2 separate regions of the Triticum aestivum genome follow, and region 1 is linked to region 2. The links are chromatin contacts, called in public Hi-C maps. All regions are on one chromosome and are shown on one strand. The core of a region is the stretch at or near the end of the contact, and the rest is flanking DNA. Distances in the headings are between cores, read along the strand shown. Region 1 holds the start of LOC123122942 (7-methyl-GTP pyrophosphatase). Region 2 holds the start of LOC123122902.

Region 1 (7,589 bases), core at 1,594-4,093, 200 kb before region 2:
CGCCTGAACGTTGCCGCCTACCTCACGCGCCTGGGAGTCGCCGCCCCATGCATCGTGCAAGATGCCAGCGCTCTCGTCTGCCTCCACTAGCGCACGCCGATCTGTGACGCCCACGGCAGCCGCTCACGCTTTGTGCCCAGCTGCGGCAACCGCCGCGCCCCGCTGCCACCTGACAGCGCTCACGTAAAAGGTTGCCCTACACCGGCCGACATTCTCCAGATCCTCTCTGTCTAGGTGCAGTCATTGCTGATTTTTTAGATTATATTCTCTTTGGAATAGTTGATTGACATACTAATACTCTCATGGAGTGCATGCAGAATTGTTAGTTGTGGGTATGGGGAGATGTGGTTGCTCGTGTGCGAGAAATTGGCACTAATGAGTTGTCTGCTGTTGCGCACATTGCTTTTTGTTGATTCCTGCGAGATGCCCGGCCCATTCAGTTTTTGGAGTTTGCCCCCATCTAGATGGCATTGCATGTAAGATCAGAATGAGCATGCACCCTTGCGGATACTATGTTTATTCATGTATACTTACTGCTTTTTTTTAGCATATGTACTTTGACATGGTTTGCCTGCAGTCCTGCACTATAAGAGGATCAGTTGATTATTACTCCCATGGTTAGGCGATCAATGCCATCATGTTGATTGGAGATGACTGATATCACTTGGATTAAGAAATAACATAGCAGCATGATCTGGCAGAGGTTGGCACTGAAACTTGTATATGTTTTATTGTATAAATTGCTTTTGATTGAATGCTATAATCGAATTGCTGTCCATTTTCTCATGGCACAGATTATGGAGTTTGAGATATCTGCTCTAAATAAAATTGTGCGCATTCATAGTGTTTGCCCAAGGGCCTCCATGTTAACCTGCGTAACATGCACATGCTTGGCATTGAGTTTGAGATATCTGTTGAAGTTCAAATTGGCATGCTTGTTATGCTAGACCACACCTATGACTGTCAAAGGAGGCTCACTTGGAACTGATTGTCGCTAAAGAGAGCATGAAGGTGTTCTTTTTTAATTGAACTATGGGTAACTTAGGTGCATTTAACTGTTGGAAAAAGCATAGCCATTTGAAAATACGGGAGTCCTTTGTGAAGAAAAATTGCTCAGTGATGGTCATGTTGATTTTGTGTTCTTGTTAGAAGAGGGCCCCGTGAAAGGGCTCATTGCCGCATCAGTCAGGTCGGCAGCCTAGACGGCATGGTGGCGGACAAGTGTCAGCACCACGGTGGGGGTACAACCCACGTCAAGGCGGTAGTCTGCCCGGTGATAGCGGTATGTGTGAGATCAGCTGAGCCGGGTGCAAGCTCCATTGCACCGCGCGAGCCAGCAGCGCCGTCGCCATGTTCCGGCTCGACAAGCACAGGAGCTCAGAGGAGGCCGTCGTGGAGCTGTTGTCACCTCGGCAGACAACAAAGCCCACGCAGAATGACAATGGCGAGGCGACCTGGTAGTGTGGAGGAGCAGGACCATGGGGAGGTCTCGATTTTAAGTAGTGGATGGAGATCTTGGTTGCTAGCATACACAAGGTTTAAAGGATCGATTAATAAAATAAGTATTTGAGTACTATGTATTTTTTCTAGGAAATTGACACTTCGGCTTATCAATCCAGTACTATTTTCTTCATCTTACTAGCTTGAGATTGTTTCAAAGGAAGTATTGACTATCTAAATGGCTAAGAAGTCATGTGATCATAATACATTACTACTTTCTTCATGTTATATGCTTACATGGGAGAATGAATTGGTTAAAGAGGACAACAAATACCATTTTAATTTGAAGTGGTACAGTCTTGCGGAAAAACTTTTTAACAGAACTTTGAGATTTACATGTATCCGACTTATGCACATAATGGCCACACACTATGGAGGAACTTTTTAATTGATGAAATGACGTATGACAGGAACTCCTGGTGATTTATGATTCATGTAAGCCTTAGGAATATTTTAGCCGCATCATAGGAAAAATAATTTGAAAGAGAGAGTTGTGGTGAATTCAGCTATCATGATGTTAACTTGCTTCCTTTAATTGAAACTTGGCTATCATGGTGTTTACTGTCCTTCGTTCGTGCTTGCTTTGACATTGCTATGCAAAATTGATGCTTATGTATCTTAATGTGGATCATGTTTGTAAGATCAAGTGTATTGTCTGGTGACCTCGAAACACCATGGCTTTTATGGTACTCTTGTTGCATTGAAAATTGTTGACTCTAGTAGCAACGCACAGGCAATTACCTAGTAGAAAAACTGGGGAAAGATTCTACCTTGGCCTCCGCAAGAAGCATGACTAGCTCATCCGGATCCTCCCTTCTTATGCTCCTCTCGTCGATGTCCGCGGTCTGAAACCAAGAAACCCAATCCACTCAAGGAATAGCTTCAATTCTTTCTAAAGGAAACTATAACTGACAGCCCAACCCACCATGACTTGGAACTCGAACCCCATCTCGTTGAGGATGTTCTTCCTGGCCACTGACGAAGACCCCAGGATCAACTGCGACAAATTCACTCAACACATGTCACGCACTGAGACTAGCGGTGAGCCAAACGAAGGGGCTTGTTAACCGTGAGGCGAACCTTGAATGGCTGGGGGTTCGCGGTGGGGGAGGAGGATGTGGTCATTGGGGTCACGCCGGAGAGAAGGCGGGCTTCAGAGTGGCGGCGCGGAGGGGAGAGGAGGCGCTGCGGGTGGGTTCCGAGAAGATGCGGCGGCCGCTGTTGAGGACGGGGTGCGGCGGTCGCATATGGCGCCACCGGGCATAGGAGATTGCAGGGACGGTGGGAAGATTGCATTTTTCCTCCAGTCAGTAATAAATTCAACGTGGAAGAAAGAAATTTTGTACGCGACATTTTGCATCTGTCGCATATGTAAGAAGTCCTATATATAGTAATCCCTCCGTCCGGAATTTCTTGTCACGGAAATAGATGTATCTAGACGTAGTTTAGTTATAAATACATCCACTTTTATTCATTTTCGCCACATGTAATTTGGGAGTATGACCTAAAACTGGGTATGTCTCTAAAATGAGCCAAAACATCCCCTACTCAGATTAGAGCATCTCTGGCCGAATGCATAAATTTTCGTCCCTTATACGCATTCTCAAATTTCAAGCGGTTCCTCTCCGACTCCTAAAAGCATCTTTAATAGAAGCACCGGCGAGGAAGAAGGCTTCCACAGTCAAACCACGTGGTGGCGGCTCGAAGCGGCCGCTGCACGACCCTGTCGTGGCTTCATCCCGGCCGGAGAAGACGAAGGCGGCCGCGGCTGCTGATGTTTCTTCGTTGTCATCGTCGTCTGCGGCTGTGTGTTGTTGTTGCTGCTGGCGCACCTCCTCCCCTTCCCCCCTGTCCCGTCGCCGACGTGGTGGCATCGTCTCCAACTTTTTTGATGAAATGCCGCAAAGGTATTAAATATTCTTCTTCTTCTTCATTGTTCTTTTGTCGTATTGATATCAATAGAATGTGAGATTGTGTGTGCATGCATTTGTAATCTTGATGATGATACATTTATGCACTTGACAAATGTTGTGAATGAAGATTTTGTTTTTCAAGTTTTTTCATCCCAAAAATATGATATGCCATATGATGATGAGAATCTTGACAGACGAGATGTATGGCTTGGAAGCGAGTCTCTCTTGATGCCTCCGTCGGAATTGACTAATTGGCTAGCACATGTTAAAAGCGCATCAAAGAATTATTGATGAACGGAACACAAGTGGCCATTATCGACCATTGGATTCTATTCGGCATCGACGGTCCACTATAAACGTCGAATGTCAAAAATGTGGGGGTTGCTTGGTCAATGCCGATCGCATGAACCCAAGTGGTTGCAATGAAACGGACATGGTAATTGCTTGCTACATTCAAATGCTTTCTCTAAGTATGCATATGTTCCTAATTAACCGAGTTTCTTTATTGTTTATGTAGCTCATGCTTGCTCAAGGTTTCTTCCAAGAAAGAGCGAAGAACGGGAATAAGAATAAGAATAAAAGAAAATCGTTCACTTTCCAACTTTCTTACGAAGAGCTCGAGCATGAGGAGAAGTGGAAGGATCATGAAGCTTTTGAAGTTCCTAGGAGGAAGAGCTTGGTTGTTGATCGTGATGATGACGGTGTTGGTGGTGAGGAGGGGAGGATGAGCCCCACTCCTCACTCGATTCCTCCTCCCCCTCCTCACTCGGTTGCCAAGCATATAGGCCCGATGGAAGGAGAAAAGGGGGTCAAAGGCTGGAGACAATGATCTTAAAGAAGGATTTGAAGCCATTGTCATTGCGAGAAAAGAGTATGCTGAATAAAAAAGAGTCTTGAAATTGAAAGAAATGGAGGAGATGGCGAGCGACTGCTACTTCTCGAGCATGCGTTGGTTTTTTCTTTGAAGAGGAAAGGGTGATACAACAAAGTAGAGATAAGTATTTCCCTCAGCTTGAGAACCAAAGTATCAATTCAGTAGGAGACAACACACAAATAACTGAATACCTGCACAAACAATCGAACAAACTTGCACCCAACACGATAAAGGGGTTGTCAATTCCTTCACGGTTACTTGCAAGAGTGAGATCTAATAGAGATAGATAAACGATATAGTAAATATTTTTGGTATTTTTGGTTTATAGATCGGAAAGTAAAAGATTACAAGAATAGTAGATCGGAAACTAAGATTGTAGATCGGAAACTTATATGATGGAAAATAGACCCATGGGCCATAGGTTTCACTAGAGGCTTCTCTCAAGATAGAAAATAATACGGTGGGTGAACAAATTACTGCCGAGCAATTGATAGAAAAACGCAAAGTTATGACGATATCTAAGGCAATGATCATGAATATAGGCATCACGTTCGTGTCAAGTAGACCGAAACGACTCTGCATCTACTACTATTACTCCACACGTCGACCGCTATCCAGCATGCATCTAGAGTATTAAGTTCATAAAGAACGGAGTAATGCATTAAGTAAGATGACATGACGTAGAGGAATTAACTCAAGCAATATGATGAAACCCCCATCTTTTTATCCTTGATGGTAACAATACAATACGTGCCTTGCTTCCCCAACTGTCACTGGGAAATGACACCACAAGATTGAACCCAAAGCTAAGCACTTCTCCCATTACAAGAAAAACCAATCTAATTGACCAAACCAAGTCGATAATTCGAAGAGAATTACAAAGGTATCAAATCATGCATATAAGAATTCAAAGAAGATTCAAATGATATTCATAGATAAGCTGATCATAAATCCACAATTCATCGGATCTCGGCAAACAAGCCGCAAAAAAAAGGTATTACATCGAATAGATCTCCAAGACCATCGAGGAGAACATGGTATTAAGAATCAAAGAGAGAGAAGAAGCCATCTAGCTACTAGCTATGGACTCGTAGGCTTTGGTAAACTACTCACGCTTCATCAGAAGGGCAATGGTGTTGATGTAGAAGCCCTCCATTGTCGAATCCCCCTTTGTCAAGATGCCGAAAAAGGTCCCTAGATGGGATCTCACGAGTACAGAAGGTTGTGGCGGTGGAAAAGTGTTTTCGTGGATGCCTCTATTGGTTTGGGCATATATGGGAATATATAGGCGAAAGAATTAGGTCAGGAGGTGCACGAGGGGCCCATAAGGGTGGGGGGTGCCCTACCCCCCTAGGCGCGCCCTCCGTCCTTGTGGCCGTCTCGTGGCTCCTTCGACTTCATCTCCAAGTCTCCTGGTTGTCTTCTGGTCCAAGAAAAATCATCACGGAGGCTTTATTCCGTTTGATATTCCTTTTCTGCGAAACTCAAAATCAGGGGAAAAAATAGGAACTGACACTGGGCTCTAGGTTAATAGGTTAGGTTAGTCCCAAAAAAAATATAATAGCATAATAATGCATATAAAACATCCAAAACAGATAATATAATAGCATGGAACAATCAAAAATTATAGATACGTTGGAGATGTATCAAGCATCCCCAAGCTTAATTCTTGCTCGTCCTCGAGTAGGTAAATGATAAAAACAGAATTTTTGATGTGGAATGCTACCTAACATATTTATCCATGTAATTTTCTTTATTGTGGCATGAATGTTCAGATCCGTAAGATTCAAAACAAAAGTTTAATATTGACATAAAAACAATAATACTTCAAGCATACTAACAAGGCAATTATGTCTTCTCAAAATAACATGGCCAAAGAAATCTTATCCCTACAAAATCGTATAGTCTGGCTATGCTCCATCTTCATCACACAAAATATTCAAATCATGCACAACCCCGGTTTCAGCCAAGCAATTGTTTCATATGTTAGTATTCTCAAACTTTTTCAACTTTCACGCAATACATGAGTGTGAGCCATGGACATAGTGTAGGATCGGAAGTATGTCTAGAGGGGGGGTGATTAGACTACTTGACCAATTAAAAACTTAACCTTTTCCCAATCTTAGTCTTTGGCAGATTTTAGCTATCTTAGCACAATTCAAGCAAGCATGCAAAGAGTATATGAGCAGCGGAAAGTAAAGCATGCAACTTGCAAGAATGTAAAGGGAAGGGTTTGGAGAATTCAAACGCAATTTGGAGACACGGTGATTTTTGAGCCGTGGTTCCGATAGGTGGTGCTATCATGAATCCACGTTGATGGAGACTTCAACCCACGAAGGGTAACGATTGCGCGAGTCCACGGAGGGCTCCACCCACGAAGGGTCCACGAAGAAGCAACCTTGTCTATCCCACCATGGTCGTCGCCCACGAAGGACTTGCCTCACTAGCGGTAGATCTTCACGAAGTAGGCGATCTCCTTGCCCTTACAAACTCCTTGGTTCAACTCCACAATCTTGTTGGAGGCTCCCAAGTGACACCTAGCCAATCTAGGAGACACCACTCTCCAAGAAGTAACAAATGGTGTGTTGATGATGAACTCCTTGCTCTTGTGCTTCAAATGATAGTCTCCCCAACACTCAACTCTCTCTCACAGGATTTGGATCTGGTGGAAAGAAGATTTGAGTGGAAAGCAACTTGGGGAAGGCTAGAGATCAAGATTCATATGGTAGGAATGGAATATCTTGGCCTCAACACATGAGTAGGTAGTTCTCTCTCAGAAATGGTAAGTTGGAAGTGTAGGTTTGTTCTGATGGCTCTCTCCACGAATGAAGAGGAGGTGGAGGGGTATATATAGCATCCACACAAAATCTAACCGTTACACACAATTTATCAATCTCGATGGGACCGAATCAACAAACTCGGTCAGACCGATTTAGTAAACCTAGTGACCGTTAGGGTTTTCGGTGGGACCGACATGCAACTCGGTAGGACCGATATGGTTAGGGTTAGGGCATAACGTAATCTCGGTGAGACCGATTACACAAACTCGGTGAGACCGATTTTGGTAATAAGCTAACCAGAGAGTTGGTCAGGTAAACTCGGTGGGACCGATTCGCTCTTTTCGGTTGGACCTAAATGTTACGAAAAGGAAACAGAGAGTTTACATTGCAATCTCGGTGGGACCGATCGCTCACTTCGGTTAGACTGAAACGTTACGAAGGGAAACAGAGAGATTACAATCCCATCTCGGTGAGACCGAGATCCCTATCGGTGAGACCGATTTGCCTAGGGTTTGTGGCAGT
Region 2 (7,689 bases), core at 3,360-5,859:
TGCCCTCGATTTTCTTTCAAGATTCGCCACTGGTTTTGTGCAACAAATCTATAAAGCACATGTTTTGTGCAACACTAGCACCAAAAATAGGTGGTCGGTGCAATTTCCTCTTTTTAGTCCATGATGACATCCCAACCTATTTGGCACATGAGGCAATAGATTTGGAGCTATGCAGTGGGATTCCGTTTAAATTGTCTAGCTTCAGTTAAAAACGGCAGTTTTCCTCGGACTTGAGATGTCACCATACCGCCCCTCCCGCTCCACGGCTTAAGAGCATCCCCACTAGGACCCTCAGAACGCCCTCCAAGCGCCTTTTTTAGGACCGGCAGTAAAAAATATTCCCAACCAGGCTCCCGAAACGTCGTTTTGTGCCGGATATAGCGATTTTCCCCGCCGGCACGCCCGCCCCACACCCAGCCCCCTGAGGGGCAGCTGGGAACGCCGGCACTTGCTTTTCGCATGCAGAGGCCCACTTGCCAGCCCCTCTCTCCTCTCTCCTCTCCTTTTTCTCTGTTCTCTCACTCCTTTTCCTTCCACCACCTACCGCACACAGCTCGCACGGCCGGAGCGGAGAGCTCGCATGGCCGGATGCAGCCCCGACGTCTCCCTCGCCTGGCGTCGTCGGCCCCGCCCCGCATCTTCCCGGCGCAGTGAGCAGGGAGCCGGAGCTGGCGGTCGAAGTGGGCGCGGCGGCCGGAGGGATGGCAGGCCGCGGAGCCGGCGCGTGGGCGAAGCAGCGGGCTGCCGCGCACGGGGCAGGAGCCTGCCGGGTCCGCGGGCGTGCAGGAGGCCGGCTGAATGGCGCGGCGAGCCAGACCGTGTCGGAGCCGGCCGGAGGGATGGCAGGCCACGGAGCTGCGTGCGCAGTCGCTGCCGAGGCCGCGGTCCCGTGCAAGTGCGGCAGCGACGAGGGCGAGGCGGACGTGGCCGTGCATGGACGGGCATGGTGCACCACGGGCAACATCAGCCTCGACGTAGCAGGAGAGCACGTAGCGGGAGCAGCCGGCGTGGTGCGCCTCGAGGTGGAGCACGGGGGCGTCGTCGAGGCCGCAGCGAGGAGCCGGGAGGAGGCCGCGGTAGCCAGCCGTCGCCGTGCGGCGTGGCCTGTGAAGAGCACGCGGTCTGCGCGGCGCGGAGAGGATGTCGGCAGTGGTGCCGGGGGGCGCACCGAGCTCGAGCAGCACGTCGCCGGCGGCGGAAGACGAAGACGCGGCCGAGGGAGTCGCCCGGTCAGCTGGGGTCGTCGCCGATGAGCCCAAACGCAAAGTTAGAGCCGGGCTGGGGCACAACGGCTGGAGATGCTCTAAGGGTGTGTTTGGTTGCAGTCATCAACTGGAATGTCACGGGTCCCTCTAACGAATCCCGTTTTCAATTATCCCCCTGTTCCCCTCCCGAGTCGCCCCACGCGCGACCGGGAGGAAACCCTAGCCGTCGTCAGCCGGGTCCCCCTCCCTCTTCCCCTCTCCCCTCGCCGCCGCGGGAGGGCGCGGCCAGGCGAAGCCTGGTCATCGCCGGCGGCGACGGGGAGTTCCTGTCCCCTCTCGCGTCGAGCTCGGGGCGGGTCGAGGCCGGCGGGTCGGGGTGCCCCGCTGGACGGCGGGCGCGGCAGCGCGGCGGCGCGCCGGTGCGGTAGCGGTGGCGTGGCGGCAGCGTGACAAGCGTCACGTGGGGGGCGTGCTTGGGGGCGGGATGCGGTGACTCGACCGGATCTGGTCCTCCGGGCGGCGCGGCTGCGGGCGACCCCCTTTGCCTTGGCTGTCCTGGCTGGGGGAGGTGGCGCAGCTGTGGTGGTGTGTGCGGCAGCGCAGGTGGTGCGGACGGTGCGTTGGCCGATCTGGTGGCTGCGCGCCCGGCGGATTCTGTGCCTGGAGTCCGGCGGGCGGCGCGGGATGGGCAGTAGCCTGGTGTGGCTGCTACTCTGGTCGTGGAGAGTTCCACGGTAGCTTGGCTCGTCGGCTACGGCGGCGGCTGGCATTTTCAGCGTTGGTTTGTCCGTAGGCGGCGTGCGGCGGCCTTCGATTCCTCTCCCCGTCGCCCGTGCTCCACTTCCATCGATGGACTGGGCTTTGCCCAGCCGTGGTCCATCGCCCGTCTCGCGCCCGGCAGCAGGACCGCTCCTGTCTCGCGCCCGGCAGCAGGACCGCGCTAGTCTCGCGCCTGGCAGCAGGACGACCCGATGGCGGCTGGTTGGGGGCAGCTCAGGGGTGCGGAAGGTGGGGCCTTTCCACCCGTCTCTATAGGTGGCGTGGCGCTGGGTAACTGGTGAGGTGGCGTCGAGGTCTTGGATGCCGGGGCGGCGACCCTGGTGGTGGTGTCACGGTGCTCATGGGCAAAGCCCGTGCCTGGGTGCTACCCTGTGACCATGGTCGTGTGGGCGGCATGGTCACCGGGGTGTGGCGTTCGGTGGCGGTGAGTATTAGCCGGGGTGAAAACCTGTTCTATCTTCGGACGGACCGGCGGCGACGAAGCTCGTTCCCTTCCTGAAGGCGTCGTCGCGGCCTTCATTGCCCGTCGTGTTGCTCCAGGGAAGACTCTGACTCTTGGGTCGGGCGGTGGCGGCGCTCCGGTGTCGTATCCTTCCTGAAGGCACCGTCTTGGAGCCCACGGTTCGTCATATGCGGCTTCATCTCTTCGCGGTGGCGTGTTACGGTCGAGGACCCGGCTGCTCTTGTAGTGTTTGGGGTGGTGTTGCTGTGCTCAGCGCTTATGTATCTTGCCTCGGGTGTGTGCGTGTGTTGTGATGACGTGCGTTTGTACCGGGTTATTGTTGGTCGGTGCTTTACATATAAAGCAGGGCGAAAGTCTTTTTCGGTAATGTCACCGGTCCAACCCGTTCCTGGACCATGTTCTCGCGTTTAGTTCAGCGATGGAAGCGGAACCCAGTGATTCTCTGGAGCGTCATATTCCCTCAATATGCGGCACGGGGCCCTCCGATTCGGTGGAACCACGCGGAACGGCTCAGCCCGCAACTCCCTCGTCTCTCTCCCAGCACTCCCACCTCTCTCCCTCTCCGGCGAGGCCTCTCTCTCGCATCCCAGTGGGGCGACGGCGAGCTACCAGCGGGGCGGGTGAGCGGCGAGCTGCCATATGAGGAAGATACTCTCCACAGCCGCTCTCCCCTTTCTCGATCTGCGTCTGCGCTGCTGCCATGGGAGCGGAGCAGTGGCGGCGGTCTAGGAGCATGGGAGCGGTGGGGCGAGCTAGCAGCGGTAGAGGACACGAATGGCAGGAGGAGGCGAGCAACTGAGTGGGAGGCAAGCAACGCATCGGCCATCCCGGCGTGGATCTGGTGTCAAGCCTTGTGCGGATCCTCGGGGTCGTCAGGCTCGAAGGCTAGCAAGCCGGCGACGGGACTGTTGACCTTCCTCCCGATGCCCATGCTCGACATCATCCCGTCTCGTACCTGGCGCCGTCGGTGGGAGTCCCTCGCCTGTTGGTGAAGGCACTGAATCGATTCATCCAGAGGAGACAGATGTATGTTGAAAGCTAGCTCAAAGATCGATTGATCCAGCAGCTTGTTGTGAAGCCGGCATGGGCTAAGCTTGCTCACATCGATCCGATTACATCCAATTCGATTGATCCAGCAGCTTGCTGTGAAGGCGGCATAGGCATGCCACTTGATGTTTTTTTATTTTTGTATGTGTTGTTTGTTTGATGTCAAAATTCAACTCAGTGTAAATATTTAGTCAAAAATGTCGCTGAGAATATAGCTACAACTGTTCATATTAGATGAGCTGAATTAAATCCATCCGATTCCATCTCTTCAACCAAACACTCAAATATAATCATTCCATTCCACTCAATTGTCCCTGCCAAACACAGGAATGGAACCAACCCATGGAACCATGACATTCTATTCTACTACGTTCTTAAACCAAACACATCCTAAGGGCGTGTTCGATAGCCCTCCAGCTTCTTAACTCCTCAACTCCAAATGAGGAGTTCAGCCGAACGGTTTAAATCTTGGTTATGAGAGTGAGAAGCTGGCTATTTGTGTAGTGTAAAACTGGAGGAGTCGTGGAGTTGGAAAAGGCGAGCTCCCAGGAATCGAAGGAGCGGGAGTTTGACCAAAATTACTAGCAACTACCACCGCCAAGTGAACGGCGTGCGTACCGATTCGATCCCATCCCGCACGATTGCTCTATCCCTACGATCTCCTTCTCTCGTTCCTCTCACACAGGCCGCCGAGCCCATCGACCCACGTAGCCGGCCGCCGCCCTCCCAGCTCGCCGTCCGCCCCGCTGGCCGCCCGCCCCGCCGTCTCCATCGTCCTCCACTGCCGCCGTTTCAATCCGCCAGGAGCTGCCGAGGATGCGGGAGCAATGGCCGGCGCTCCCATCCCTGAGCCCCGATGACCTCACTGTCCTCCCCATCGGTCGCTCGCCGTCCATCTGCAGCTTCGGCTTCCGTGTGGCCGTCCACGGTGATGGGGTAGTGCCGGCATGCTGGTCTTCACCTCCATCCTGACGAGTGATGCAGGATGATCAGGGGGTCTGATTGTAATCTTGTTTTGTTTATTGAGGTGGTTTGTGCTAATGTGTATGACACCTGTGCTTGCCAAACTAGAAGCTGATGTGCCGAACGGATGGTTAGCTCCGAGATTTTCAACGAGAAGCTGGCCGTTGGATATTGGCTGAGGAGTTGAGGAGTTTGAGGCTGGAGAGGGTTACCGAACACGCCCTAAGTGCCTTCCCACTGCCGCCCCTCCCGCTCCACGGCTCCAAGCCACCGACGCGTTCTCCCGCTCCTCTCTTTCGTCGGGAAGGCGGGAAGGATCCATGGATCTGGGCTGAACCGTTGCGGCCGACTTAGATCCGGCCGGATTCACGCTCTTCTTGCCGAGCAGCGGGAAGGAGCAGACCTTACTATCCGTGGCCCGCGAGAGGATGGGGAGGCCGTACAGCGGCGCTTGCTTCCAGGGCTGCCGCTCGCCTCAGCTTTCAGGCCAGCTTACTGCCTCGTTGAGCTGCAGGAGTAATTCTTGAATAGTTGCAGCCAAAAGGTAGCAATACTGTACTTATACGAAAACCTAGACTAGTAAATTGATTGGAAGTTGACTTGATTAGAAAGAACATAGCAGGATTGTTTGGGGGAAAGTGGAGTGCAACTCTAGTGATGTACAAATGTTAATATTTAGGCAGAAAAGGCCAAGATGTTAAAGTCGACTTGATCGTACTATCCTTTTTCACTCTTTGTATGCAGTGGGAGCAATAAAAATGGGAAGGAAGGCTGGCGTAAATGAAGCCGTCTGATCAGCAAAATCAAGGTGGACACTGTATATCGTTTTCATCCACACATCTTTGCTCTTTAAATTATTTGCAGGTGTGTTGTCATGTCATGTATTTGTGTGCTTCAAATTCTGCAGAAATATTTGAGCTGTGATTTCAAGAAAACAAATAAAGCTAGACTTAATCGTAATTAGCTGTCCAGGATGTGCCAAGATATAAAATAACTAGTTATTGTTACATATGGCTGCTCCTGCAACTCAAAACTCTGGATAAGTACTAGGGGAATGCAAGTAATAAGATTTATCAGAGAAAGAGAACTGCAGTCCGTTGTGTTGAAGCAAGGATATTTGACATGTGTATCTGATAAAAGTAATGTTAGATTTTCTTGCCTTCCTGGTATTTTATACAAAATATGCAAAATAGCTGCATTGCAGCGTTGAACTGAAGGATGGAAAAGCCGATAATCTGATGTTGAAAAAACATCCTCAAACAATTCAGTTCAGAAGGTGTATTATTGGAATGCTCCCTTAAACACCGACCTTGATTCCATCTCTTGCTCTCTAGTTTTTGGACTCCGTCCCATCTCAACGCCGGTAACTGTGCATGTGCAGAGCACGTTCGAATAACATGAAAACAAATACATTTATGTTTTTTCAAGTATACTTACTACTACTACTACTACTACTACTACTACTACTACTACTACCTACTAAGCCTTTTGTCCCAAACAAGTTGGGGTAGGCTATTAGAAAATTAAATGTTTTCGTGCCTTCAGTATTGTTGATTGATGTGGAAGAAACTATAGAAAAACATGTTCGTTTTTTTAAGAAATGTTAGTAAATACTGAATCGAACATATTAGAAGCACATTTTTAAGCTCACATATATCTATCATTGTATAGTTCAATGTTAAATTACAAAAAACACATTGTTTGGAATTTTACATCACATCTTGAAAGCATAGGCACGAGATCTTTTCATAAAAACAATATCACTTAAAAGGACAAATTCTCTATGCACGTAAAAATAAGAATTACCACATATACAATATAAATTAGAGAGTAACAGAACAAAGTAAGTATACTAAGAGGCCATAGGTGAAAGTGTTATTAGGGGAGGTCGTAACATTTGTCCACAATAACTGGATGAATAATTATGAAATGGAGTTGACAGATCAAAAGTACACCAAGTTCAACTCATGATTTTTATATTGGTATAAATAATAATTTCCCATTGTTATCTTATGAAACTAGTGCTCAAGAACAAGGCACTGATGCTCCATCACTCTGAACTACATTTCCTAGTTACTTCTACAGCATAGCAAGCCCTTATCTTGTTCATCTCAGAAACGACATCTCTTATGGACAGCCTGTCAGTTGGTCTTTTTCTGCAGCATGCTAGGGCAAGTCTTGTGATAGAGTACATGTAACTATTAATATCTCGCTGTGTCTTCTCAACTGATAGCAGAAGGGGATCAATAATCTCCATCAGTTGTGCTGGATATGCCATCTTTGCGTACTCGAGCAAGGTCAATCCATCTGTAAACATACCATGTGTAGGCGTCTTCCCTGTAAACATCTCAAGGAGGACAATACCGAAGCTATACACATCCCCACTTGTAGATATTTGACCACCTTCACCGTATTCTGCAGTGCACAAACAACATGAATAATATGCCGAGCAAGCAACCCAATTTGCTAGAACAATAATAAAATAAAATTTAGTTACCTGCAGCCACATATCCAATTGTTCCCACTACGGAACTCTTTGAATGGATCAATTGCTCCCCTTCTGGATCTATGAGTATCTTTGCAAGGCCAAAGTCCCCAACATGAGCAACCATATCCTCTCCAAGAAGAATATTGCTGGGCTTCAAGTCGCAGTGAACTATTGTTGGCTGGCAGTTGTTGTGCAGATAGTCTAGAGCGGCGGCAACATCAAAAGCAATACTCAGTCTCTGCATTAATGTTAGAATTTTGACTGGATTGGATGGATATATGTCTGGATGTAACCACTTATCAAGACCCCCATAAGGCATGAAATCGAGAACAATGGCTTTGAAGTCATTCTGGTTAAAGTCAAAGCAAGAGCAGCAAGTTATAACACTAATTAAGTTACGGTGGCGAATTTTGCCAAGTGCCTTACACTCTGCCTCAAAACTTTTTGTGGAACCAGATTGTTCAAGGTCAAAAACCTTCACAGCCACAGTACTTACTGACCTCTTGAGCATCATCCTCCCCTTATAAACACATCCATATCGTCCAGTACCAACCAAATTGTCAGTTGTGAAGCCATTTGTTGCTTGGAACAAGTTGGAATAAGAAACTCGAGGATGCATGTCGCCCATCAAGGAAGGAGCTACCAAAGTTGCTCTTACAGATGGCAGTCTTAATTTATTTTTCAGTGAGAAGAAACCTAGTCCCACTATAAAGCACACAAAGATGATTATAATGCTCGGGATC

The links. Hi-C and Micro-C count contacts between places; a contact is called where the count stands out from the background.
Region 1: a contact with region 2 is called in a Hi-C map of leaf, with 8 times the contacts expected there. The contact joins the promoter of LOC123122942 here to the promoter of LOC123122902 in region 2. A contact is called at or near these places in 3 of 5 Hi-C or Micro-C datasets (leaf and root).

Annotation. Positions count from the first base shown.
Region 1 is chr1B:341,108,485-341,116,073 of IWGSC CS RefSeq v2.1, reverse strand. It overlaps LOC123122942 (7-methyl-GTP pyrophosphatase), which reads right to left and starts at 2,843. Exons shown (of 11, transcript XR_006460436.1): 1 at 2,581-2,843; 2 at 2,426-2,497; 3 at 2,271-2,345.
Region 2 is chr1B:340,905,584-340,913,272 of IWGSC CS RefSeq v2.1, reverse strand. LOC123122902 reads left to right here and starts at 4,609. Exons shown (of 5, transcript XM_044543280.1): 1 at 4,609-5,002; 2 at 5,203-5,266. The coding sequence starts at 5,239. LOC123122889 (probable LRR receptor-like serine/threonine-protein kinase At3g47570) reads right to left here. Exons shown (of 3, transcript XM_044543272.1): 2 at 6,956-7,689; 3 at 6,449-6,873. The coding sequence ends at 6,509.